3 separate regions of the Mus musculus genome follow, and regions 1 and 2 are each linked to region 3. The links are chromatin contacts, called in public HiChIP or PLAC-seq and promoter capture Hi-C maps. All regions are on one chromosome and are shown on one strand. Each heading gives the region's core, a stretch centred on a gene start, on an enhancer-like site or on the middle of the called end of the contact. The rest is flanking DNA. Distances are from core to core; before and after follow the strand shown.

Region 1 (3,487 bases), core at 797-3,296, 2.3 Mb after region 3:
TTAACTAGCACTTGCTTGGCTGTTTCAAACACTTTAATCCTTAAACACAGTTTATCCATAAGACAGTTCCACCTAGCTGGAGAAACCCTGTCTCAAAAAGCCCTAAATAAATAAATAAATAAATAAACAAATGAAAAAAAAAAAAGACAGTTCCACCTAGTGAGGGCTATTATTTTTTCTTTCTTTCTTTCTTTCTTTCTTTCTTTCTTTCTTTCTTTCTTTCTTTCTTTCTTTCTTTCCTCCTCCTCCTCCTCCTCCTCCTCCTCCTCCTCCTCCTCCTCCTCCTCCTCCTTCTCCTCCTCCTCCACCTTTTTTTAACTTGGAAGTTAATGAGGCTCAGAGACATTAAGAGACTTAGTGACTTACAGAGCTGGAAAGTGGATGCTGGGGATTTGAATTGGTATCTATGCCCTCACCACTGTATTCCTCTCTGATGTGTTAGTTCTACCAAGTCAACCACTAGCAGTCAGTTCCATGCTCTCAGATGTATCCCTGAATTCCTTGACCTCCTATGACAATCCAAGCTCCAGGCGCGCTCTGTCCACTGCATTCTTCAAAGGACCACCAGGTGGCAGCTTCGGGATTAGTGCTTGGGGGTGGGCTCCTGGGTGAACCAGTCCCTGTCTGTTGCCTGGCTCCTCTTCACAGCCCACTCCCCTGTCTCCCATCCCTGTAGCTACCCCCCAGGGTCCTGCTATTTAATATTCTTGGCGCCATTCATATTCCTGGAGCAAAGCACAACTGCCCTGTAAAGTCTCACGAGGCTGGAGCTGTTACTCCTATTTTACAGATGACAGACACAATAGACTGAGAGCGAGTAAACTCCGTGTCATTCAGGCATGTTAGGTGCCTATATGTTTAGCTGTGCTCCCCCAAGAGTGGAGCATGACTTCCTCAAGATTAGCGATGGGAGTTCCAGGTCAAGAGACAACTGGAGTGGGTGTCCCAGAAAACAGGGCAGGCCTCTAATTCTGGAGAGGCTACAGGGCTGGTTAGCCAGGCCTATGGTTTCAGTCTCTTCCTGAGCTCTGGGGACCCAGGGGAACCAGCAGCCCTCTGGCTGGCTACCGATACCCTGTGATGCTCATTGTCTCACCTGATGTTTCTCCAAGGACATGCCATAGCCCCCAATTGCTACTTTGCCAGACACAGCAGAGTCCAGAGCCTTCAGGGACAGAATCCACCATCACTGACCTGGGCCAGACATTGTCATCTGCCAGGGGCTCATTTCAAGAAGGTAGTTCCCTTTAAAATAAGATGCTGCCCCACTTGGGGCAGCAGGCCATGGAAGAAGAGATGCTTTTTTATGTGCCAGTGTGTTTTGAGATGATGAGAACTCCTGGCTCCACCCAGTGCAACATGTGACTGTGAGGTTAGACAAAGAGAAGGACTTTTCAGGAAGAAGGGTGGGAACAGCATCGGAGCACTATTTTCGGTAGAGCAGCCACTCAGCGGAAAGGTCCGCCTTGGACAGCAGGGACATTTCTAAAGTTGCAAACACCAGAGACAAAGATCAAGGGCAAATGGGGAGACGAAAGGGCTCCGTTTGGCTGGTGAGGGGGTGGGAAGGATAGAAGGGAGTCAGGGGGCACGTGCTCTGGGGCCCAGTTACTACCTTACTGATAGTCACAAGAACAGGATCTGTGTGGCTGGGTAGGACCTAGTGGGCAGCGAGGACAGGAGCCCCTGTGATAGGAGGGGAGGAGCCTTGTTATCTCAGGTGTGGAAGGGGCAGGTTAAGTGAGGACGGATGGGAGCGCTTCTGAGCTCAAGCAAGGCAGGCCTGAAACTGCGGGGTAGTCGGACAAGCCCCAGGAATCTTGGCTGGCCCCATGGACTGGACCGCCTGGCAAGAGGGCTTGTGCACTGAGACCCAGGGTCAGGCCCAGGGCCTTGCCTGGATGGAGCTGAGGCCTCCGAAGGGGCTGGTGTTTGTGAGGAGCGGTGGGTCAGACCCTCCGGGAGGATCCTGTCCGGGGAGGAGCAGTGGGAGGCGGGGCGGAGGGGGAGGGCTGGAGGAGGGGCCGGGCCTCTGTCCACCTCGTCAGTGCTGGTTGGAGGGACGCAGGGGCGCGGAGCCCGCCGAGCAGAGGGTTCCCGCAGGCAGGCAGGCAGGCAGGCAGGCAGAGCCGGCTGCCATGGCGCTGGTGGGGCCTAGGATTTGGGGCCCTAGACGAGATATTTACCCCCTGTTGCTGCTACTGCTACTGCTGCTGCTGCTGCTGCTGCCTTGGGTCCCGGCTGGTGAGTGTGGCTGGGCCTGGGGGTGAGCGTGGCTGGGCTGGCCTGAGAGAATGGTGATGCTAGAGGCAAGAGTGTCCCGGGCCCTAGACAGTGTGGGGACAGTGCGGGTGTCTTGGGACTCACTTGGAGAGCTCGGAGTGTTCTGGAGGCTTCAGACTGAGGAGTCTATGCGGTGGGGCCAGGAGGATGAGGGCTGGTGTGGTCTGTAGAAGCCAGTCTGGGAGAGCTGGTGTGGTGTGGCGTAGTGTGTTGAGGGAAAAGCTGGGAATCTTGGTGTGAGGAGCCACTTAGGGAAAGCGTGCCGGGATAGATGGAAATGCGTGAATTGGAGAAGTTTCAGCAAACTCAGGCAATCTCCATAGAGTCTGCCGGAGTCACGTGTTGACCTGGGATGCAGGTGACATGTAAAGTTGCCCGGTGGGTGGACGTTCTGTTTGAGGGGATTGATTGTTGAGAGTTGTGTCCTCGCTGAACTAGCTGTAAGTTGTCCGGCATGTTCAACTGGCCTTTCCTGGCAACGGGAGGTGTGGGTGTGGGTGGGGCTAGATTAAGATAGGGGAGGGGGAAGAGAACCAGGGTTAGGGGAGAGCTTGCCCTCATTGCTCCCTTCTATGGGTCCTCTGCCAGCACTTGAGGGGCAACCGGTAGAGCTGTTCCGGGTCTTTGGAATGGCTAGGGATTCGGGATCATACGTGTGTGTCCCTGCAGCAGGTTTCTGGCATTCCTCAACTATGCTGGAAGGGCTCCCTGAAGCCAGCCCAGGCAGCCAGTACATTGGCTTTGTCCAAGTGCATTCAACACTGAGCCTGGAATTCCTACTGGGGGGTCTGGAGGACGCTTTGGCTTGGTCACTATAGTTACGAGGGCAGTAGGGAGGGCCCGGCTTCCCCTGCAATAGGTGAACCCCACCAGTGGCATTCCCCCTGCCTGCCTACAAAGCCGTTATTGCCTCTTCTCTGTGGAAAGGGGGAGGATGAGGACCCTGGGTACAGCGAGGACCTGTTTTAGGGAGGAAACCAAATGAAGGTTGAGGAGGGAAGGGACCTAGAAGAAGCTGGTACCTGAGGCAAATGAGGGTGGAGAAACCAGGCAACTCCAGGCTGTCTGTACATTAGGGCGTGAGGTTCTGGGCTGTGCACTTTGGATCTGTTCCACATGCAGTACACAGATGCCCATGGCAGCTGCACAGATGTGTGGCAGGGACTAGGGTACATACTACAACAGGACAGGTGTCCACAGGCAC
Region 2 (3,374 bases), core at 112-2,611, 2.2 Mb after region 3:
AACCTCAAGGTTTCCTCTTCTGCTGGTGCCCACTAGAATTTCTCACACAAACACCCTCCGCTTCACTCACTTCTGCTGCCCTTTTACTGCTACACACACCTCCTGCCTTGACATCTCTCTCCACCCAACCTAAAACCTCCACATAACCTCCTTATCCCCATTTCTCTCCCAAAGCCCTCAAACTCAGTACCTGTGTAAACCACTCCTCCTCCCACTTGCTCTATCCTCCTCTACCCTGAATACAGAACCAAGCCATTTTCCCCAAGCCTGTCAACCCCTTCCTGTCTCCTTCCATACTTCCCAGCCAGATACTCACTAGGGAACTCCTGACGTCCTGGGCGCACACACACAGACAGACATCTCCTGCCTGAATACCCTCAATTTCAACCGCCACCATTTGAGAGAACCCCCTCCTCTGACACTCCTTCCCTCCATCTTTTGGGGCTCAGCCTGCTCGCCACACTCCCAGCTACGGACCCCTCCTCCGCCATTTCCCTTCAGGCGTCCGGTGGCCTTCCCGCTGCCTGCCCCATTCTCTGCCCCTCACAAGCAGCGCTAACCAGGGCATCTGCTCCTTCCATTTCTGCCTAGAGGTGCCCATCTTGTCCCTCCCTCCACCACCTCACTTGCCCCTGCCCGCCCCAAATCCCCCTACACACCCATCCGAATCCCCAAACGGAACGTCCTCCTTCCCTCTCGAGCCCGACCTAGGCCCCCATGGGTCCCCCAGGCGTGCCCTTGAGGCCCTGGTCACCGTGGGGCCGGGTCCCTCAACGCTCCCTTACACCCAAATCTGCCCACACCCTGTGCCCGCCCCCCGAGCCTCTCCCCAGCTCTTGCCCGCAACGTCCTCCAGCACCTGCCCCGAGTCCGGAACCCTCCCACCTCCCCAGAGCTGGCGCCCCGCACGCTGCCCACGCCCTCGGGAGGTTCAGGGCCGGGACCCGCGACCCCGACCCCGAAAGCAAGCAAGGCGACCCGCAGTCCTGACGCGGACCGGCCGGGTACCGCGGCGGCGACCACAAAGCTCAAGCCGCGGGGCTGGGATTGCGCCGCGCTCCTCGCCTCAGCAGCCGCCGCCGCTGCTAAGGACGCACAACAAACAATGCGGGGCCCGGGCAGCCTCCGCCAACTGCCTCAACCGCCGCCTCAACCGCCGCCCGCCCGGGACGGCCCGCCGCGCAGGCGCCGGCCCCGCCGCAGCCTACCCGCGCCGCCGCGCTCCGCCCGCGTCCGCTCCCCGCTCCCGCTCCGCCGCCGCCGCCACCTCGTCCGCCCGCGTCTCCGGCTCCTCAGCACAGCGGCGGCGGCTGCGGCGGCTGCTGCCTTGGTGGCGCTCGCGGATCCGAGCTCGGCTTCGGCAGCGACCGCGGCGGCGGCGGCAAGCACGTGACGCCGCCGAGCACGCCCATTGGCCGATCCAGGGGGCGGGGCCCGCGGCTGCTGGGGAACGGAAAGCCCGCCCCATCGCCCTCCGCGCGCCCCCTGCACGCGCGCTCTGCCGCACCTGAGAGCTCCGGCCAGCGCCCGCCGCCGCCGCGCCGCGCTGTCGCCTGCGTCAACTGCGCACCTGGGAGCGCGCAGGGCGCTCAGGCCCGCGGCCGCCGCCTGCACCTGCGAGACCGCTTACGTAAACTGCGTCCCGCCCACCTCGCGGCGCCTAGCCCGGGCCGCAAACCGTACCTGAGCCCCGCTGTGCCTGCGGCGGTAAGCGTTGCTGGGCGGAGGCCAACTGCTGAAAAGAGCTAAGCGCGCATTAACTTCGTAACTGCAGGTTCTGAGAGCTGCTCCCGGCCGCAATGAGAGCCGGCTTCCCCAGGTTCTGCGTCCCGGTGCGGGATGCTTCTCCAGCTCCAGCCTCGGCCTTTACGCTAACGGAGTAAGCGCCGCAATGCCTCCCGGGTGGAGGAGGGGCAGGCAGTACCTTGGCTGAGTAAGAGACTCCGATCCCTCCTTGATTCGCTCCCCCTCCCACTTGCCGGTTGTGTGACCTTGGCCAAGTTACCGAACCGCTCGAGCTTCAGTTTCCACTTCACAAAAACTAAAACTGTAATTCCTATTTAAGAGCCGTTGAGCAGATGGCATAAAACAATAGATATGAATTTTCCTGGCACATAGCAAGCACTGAACAAAAATCAAAATCTCCTCTCCCTACTCCACCCTTAATGGCCCGGGAAATCCTTTCCCTCCTTATTTCCCTCCTTAGGTCTGGAGTAGTCTAGCTAAACACCTACCCACTTTGTTCCAACGGTGGTACTGGGAAAGAAATAAAAGGTTCAAGTTTTATTTTACAGCTCTACGTTGGCATCTTCTTAGTGCCTAGCATTCTCCCAGGGGGTTCAGCCCATGCTTAGTGTGTGTTGCATGCTCCACACTCGGCAGGGTGCTAGAATGCACTGAAGAATAAGTCAAGGTCCTTAGCCTAAAGCAAACCTAGCAAAGAACCCCACTTAATTTGAGCAGACAGTAGGGGACTGACCTCCCACACTCCCCCTGGTAGGTCCCCTTCTCATCTTGCTCCTGTACCAGACTCAAATATTAACAGCTCTGGACTGGAAATGATTCTCAATAATACTTGCCTGACATGGACAAAGTCCAGGGTTGCATCCACAGCACTACCAAAATATATGACCTCAGTACTTCATTCACAGAATATGTTAATACTTAGAGTTAAAAAGCTTTGAGTATGGCCTTCAACTTCAGGACATACACACTTCCCATTGCCCCTCCTTGACACTTCATTAACAACAAAGCTGTCCTTTCCTAGCTATCCCCAGGTCTGTAACATATCCCTGAAGTCTATGCTAAGCCCCAGATCACTATGTCTGATTGGCACCTCATTCTAGCCTTCTGGAAACCTGGTTGTTCTATCAGTTTAGAACATACTCCATCTGGAGCCCCTTGACTGCCCTGAGACACAGGTCCAGACTCTTCCTGCTTGTGCATCACCAGTTCAACAATGCCTTGTTATGTCACCAAGCTGTAGTTTAGCTCAGTCTCTTCCCTGGATTGTAAGCATCTTGAGGAAAGGTTCATCCCTCTGCCTGAGTAAAGTTAGGAAAGACCACATACACAGAGGATGAGATCACTAAAGCTGGGTTTTACAGTATAAAAGGAAGTCTGCCAGGGGAGAAGAGACACTGCAGTGCACAATACAGGTTTGCTGTGCACTAGCTGTGTGACCTTGACAGATCTAGGTCTTAGAGCCCTCATCTGTCATTTTGCATACCTCAGAGTACTGTTACTAGGAGTCAGTGAGACTACATTTAACATATGTGGCCCTTAGAATTCTAACACTTATAAATTATATTTTTTAAGTAGGCAGAATATATGGCATTAAGGATTCAATAGTATCTCTTGTTTTGTTTTTTATT
Region 3 (3,339 bases), core at 662-3,161:
GTTACCTGGAAAGGGTACTCTCCAACTATTGAATTATCTGAAGGCTATGCTCCAGGTTCCCAGCTTTTGTGACTTGTCACCTGTCCTTTGATGATACAGCTATCCATGAGTCATGTATACTTCTGTAAGTAACCCCTCACCTATATTCCCATAAATAACATTAATAAAGCTCTGGGGTCCGCCAAGTTGGATTTTGGTGGTATCCGTATTTTGGTCTGCCCTGGACTCACTATCCAGGTGAGTAGACAGGTGTGCTGTATCCCCTGGCAAAAGTTTTGTCACACAAGACTTCAGCCACTTCTCAGAAAATGACCAGCCTAGACCAAACACAAGGACTGTCCCTCTAAAAACCTTCCAACTCATTAAAACCAAGAATGCTTACGGTTTATGTATTTTAGTGTACGTAAATTAGAGTGTAATTAAAAATTAGTAAATAACTTGTAAAGACCCCTGATTATTTATCAGAAAGCATATTCACTTCAAAAAATAATATTTATACCTGAACTGCACCTGTTGAAATGCTCAGCCCCACCCACTACCTCTTCCCTTCCACTCTCCCCAGCCCTTCCCCCCAGAGTCATGCCATCTGTTCCTTAGTCGTTTTCTTGCCATGGTGGGAGATGCTGAATAGAAAGTGAGCAACCAGGTTGTGGTGGCATACGCCTTTAATCCCAGCACTTGGGAGGCAGAGGCAGGGGAATTTCTGAGTTCGAGGCCAGCCTGGTCTGCAGAATGAGTTCCAGGACAGCCAGGGCTACACAGAGAAACCCTGTCTCAAAACAAAACAAAACAAAACAAAACAAAACAAAACCACACACTCCAAACAAACAAACAGGAAGCACACAAGCCTTAGAGGCTGGCTGGAGTGCATTCCAACCTCAGATTCAATCCAAACCCTGAGCACCCATAAACCAGTGACTTGGCTTCTCCCAACTTTGATTTCCTTCTCTATAAATCCAGCCAACAGTGCCAAGCTTATCCTGTTAGGCTGGGGAACCTAAGAGACCCATGTACACTAAAAGTTTCACCAAGACCCAGAAGTGCACAGGGAATAAAACCCATGGTCAGCCCCTGGCTCAGAAGTGTCAGAAACCGGGCAAATGGCTGCTCAGAGTCAGTATGGCCAGTGCAAGGCGGCCTTTCCTGCTCTGTGACTGAGAAAGCTTCCGGTAAAGTTTAGCCACAGGGGGCCATTGACAGTAATCAATTGATCTCCCGCCTTCTGATCTCAGGCATTCCACTGAAAACTGACCCTAATCACAGGGAATGGGGACAGGAGGCCTCCCCAAAACATCCTCTTGGGGCGTTCCTAACACAGAAAGTAGAAATAAAAGAATCGGTTCTATGTAGTAAGATCACAGGAGCAGGAGCCAGGGTCTCCAGGTACCCCTCCTAGGCCATTTGGGGCCTGCGCCAATACTCAAAGTCCCTGGAACCAGGTAATCCCAAGTGAAGTGTTCAGCCCTGCATTTAGTCACCAGACACCTGTTACTTGCAAAAGATAGCTTGGACCCGCACGCGGCTCCCATCAGGAAGAAGCAACTACTCCCAAAAATAACTGTAAGGAAGCACTATCAAAAGGCAGAGACTCCCGTAGTCCTGATGCCCCAATCCCTGGACAACCCGAGCCATGGCGAGCCCCCTCGCCTTTGCCTACCCAGAGCCTGAGAGCGCGAGGTCTTCAGCAGAATCGGTACTTCTCATTCCAAGAAGAGTCTACAAGGGAAGGTGTCAGCCAGCTAAGAAAAGGCAGGGCTAGGGCTCCACCCAGAATCTCCAGCCTCCTAAGACACACCTATCTACCTCCGGGCGAATGAAAGAGGCAGTCAGATCTGTTCTGGGGCCGATAGTGGCCCAGACAAGCAAAACTACAAAAATAAGAGTCCCTGGGGTCCTTCCTGAGGGAGGAGCTAGTGGCGTTGACATCCCCGCCCTCCTAGCCTCTTCCTGGCCCCCGCAGCAAGGAGGACAGCACTCTCTCCAGTCTCTGTTCTCTCTCCTCCGCGCCCCCCCCCCACAACATTATTTCCCGCTTTGCTGTTTCTTGGATGATTTTCAAGAGTTTGTGCAATCGCATATGTATGAAAATGCCATAATGAAACACAGTACTTTGCATGCAAAATAAATATAAAATAATAAAACGTTTGTGTGTGTGTTTTGTTGAGAGGTTCCCCTGCCATCTTCAAACACTTGATGGTGTCTCCTTGCAGTGGGAACGAGGTGGTTTGAAAAGTTGTGACGAGATTACCTCCCATCACCCAACACAGCAAAGTTAGTGCCTGAGACTTTGCCCAGGCTTGATTTTGGCTTGGTCCTTCCTTCACTGTTAGGAGTCTGTCTGTCTCTCAAATTCGAGTGTCTCTCACTTTGCCCCTACCTGCACCCCTTTTCCATCTTGTCCATAAGAAGAGCCAACCCGCCCTGTCCTAACTACAGTAGGAAAAGACACCTCCTGCTTTCTACACTCACTGGTTAGTACCGGTGGTCCCAGGATCTGATCTGCCCTACTCGCCCTGCCCTGCCCTGCCCTGCCCTGTGCTGCCCTGTGCTGCCCTGAATATCAGCTATTCGGATAGCGAGGGAAGGTGGCGGGAGACCCCAGTAAGCAAACAGATGCAGCGACACTGTTCAGGGTGGGACAGAGCCTAGAGTTCAGAAGTGGATACAGAGGAAATGATCGAGTGACCAGGACAAAAGCAAGGACCGAGGTAGGGCTGGGCCGGAATAGCGGCGCTCCCGCTCGCCCACACCTCCTCCCCACTGAAGCCCTCGCGTGGCTTCAGTGTCAGACGCCCGGCGGGACCCACCTGATCCGCAAAAGCAGGCCGGGTGTGTGTTGTCTGCTGCGCTGGAGACGGGACCACGCGGGCGGGCGGGCGGGCGGGCGGCGCCCTGCGCTGTAGGAGACCCGGCCGCTGCTCTGTCCGGGTGTGTCGGGTGGGGTGCGCGCCTCTGGCCCCTGCAGAGCTCGGCGGCCTAGGGCGCAGGCAAGTGGCGTGCGCCGACCCGAGGAGTGGGAGCCTAGAGAGTCCACTCCCACCCCCACCCCCAACACAACGTCCGGCGTGATGCACGTGTGATGCATCGGGTGTCCCTCACTTTACCCCAACCTGCACCTCTTTCCCATCTGTGGGAGGAGTGATGTTTCATCTCCACTCAGGCAGAAAAAAGCCTGAAACCAGCAAAAAAAAAAAAAAAAGAAAAGAAAAAGAAAAAGAAAAGAAATCGCTCACGGCCGCCTGTGTCTTCTGACCTGCCCATGGTGATAGGGGCTGCAGAGGAGGAACTACGGGTGTGTGTGTGGGGGGGGGGGGGTGTTACTGGGTGATGGGGTGGGGA

The links. Promoter capture Hi-C pulls out the DNA fragments that hold promoters and counts their contacts. HiChIP or PLAC-seq counts read pairs in DNA pulled down with a chosen protein or histone mark.
Region 1: an H3K27ac HiChIP or PLAC-seq map of epiblast stem cells shows a contact between it and region 3, with 14 times the contacts expected there. The contact joins the promoter of Crb2 here to the promoter of Ggta1 in region 3. A contact is called at or near these places in 1 of 39 promoter capture datasets (the C10 cell line), 1 of 484 Hi-C or Micro-C datasets (B cells) and 1 of 115 datasets of contacts at active chromatin or transcription factors (epiblast stem cells).
Region 2: a promoter capture Hi-C map of pre-B cells shows a contact between it and region 3, with 5 times the contacts expected there. The contact joins the promoter of Strbp here to the promoter of Ggta1 in region 3.

The regions. Positions count from the first base shown.
Region 1 is chr2:37,774,203-37,777,689 of GRCm38.p6, forward strand. It overlaps Crb2 (crumbs family member 2), which reads left to right and starts at 2,047. Exons shown (of 13, transcript NM_001163566.1): 1 at 2,047-2,244. The coding sequence starts at 2,139.
Region 2 is chr2:37,701,984-37,705,357 of GRCm38.p6, forward strand. It overlaps Strbp (spermatid perinuclear RNA binding protein), which reads right to left and starts at 1,362. Exons shown (of 18, transcript NM_001379315.1): 1 at 1,209-1,362.
Region 3 is chr2:35,459,538-35,462,876 of GRCm38.p6, forward strand. It overlaps Ggta1 (glycoprotein galactosyltransferase alpha 1, 3), which reads right to left and starts at 1,912. Exons shown (of 8, transcript NM_001145821.2): 1 at 1,658-1,912.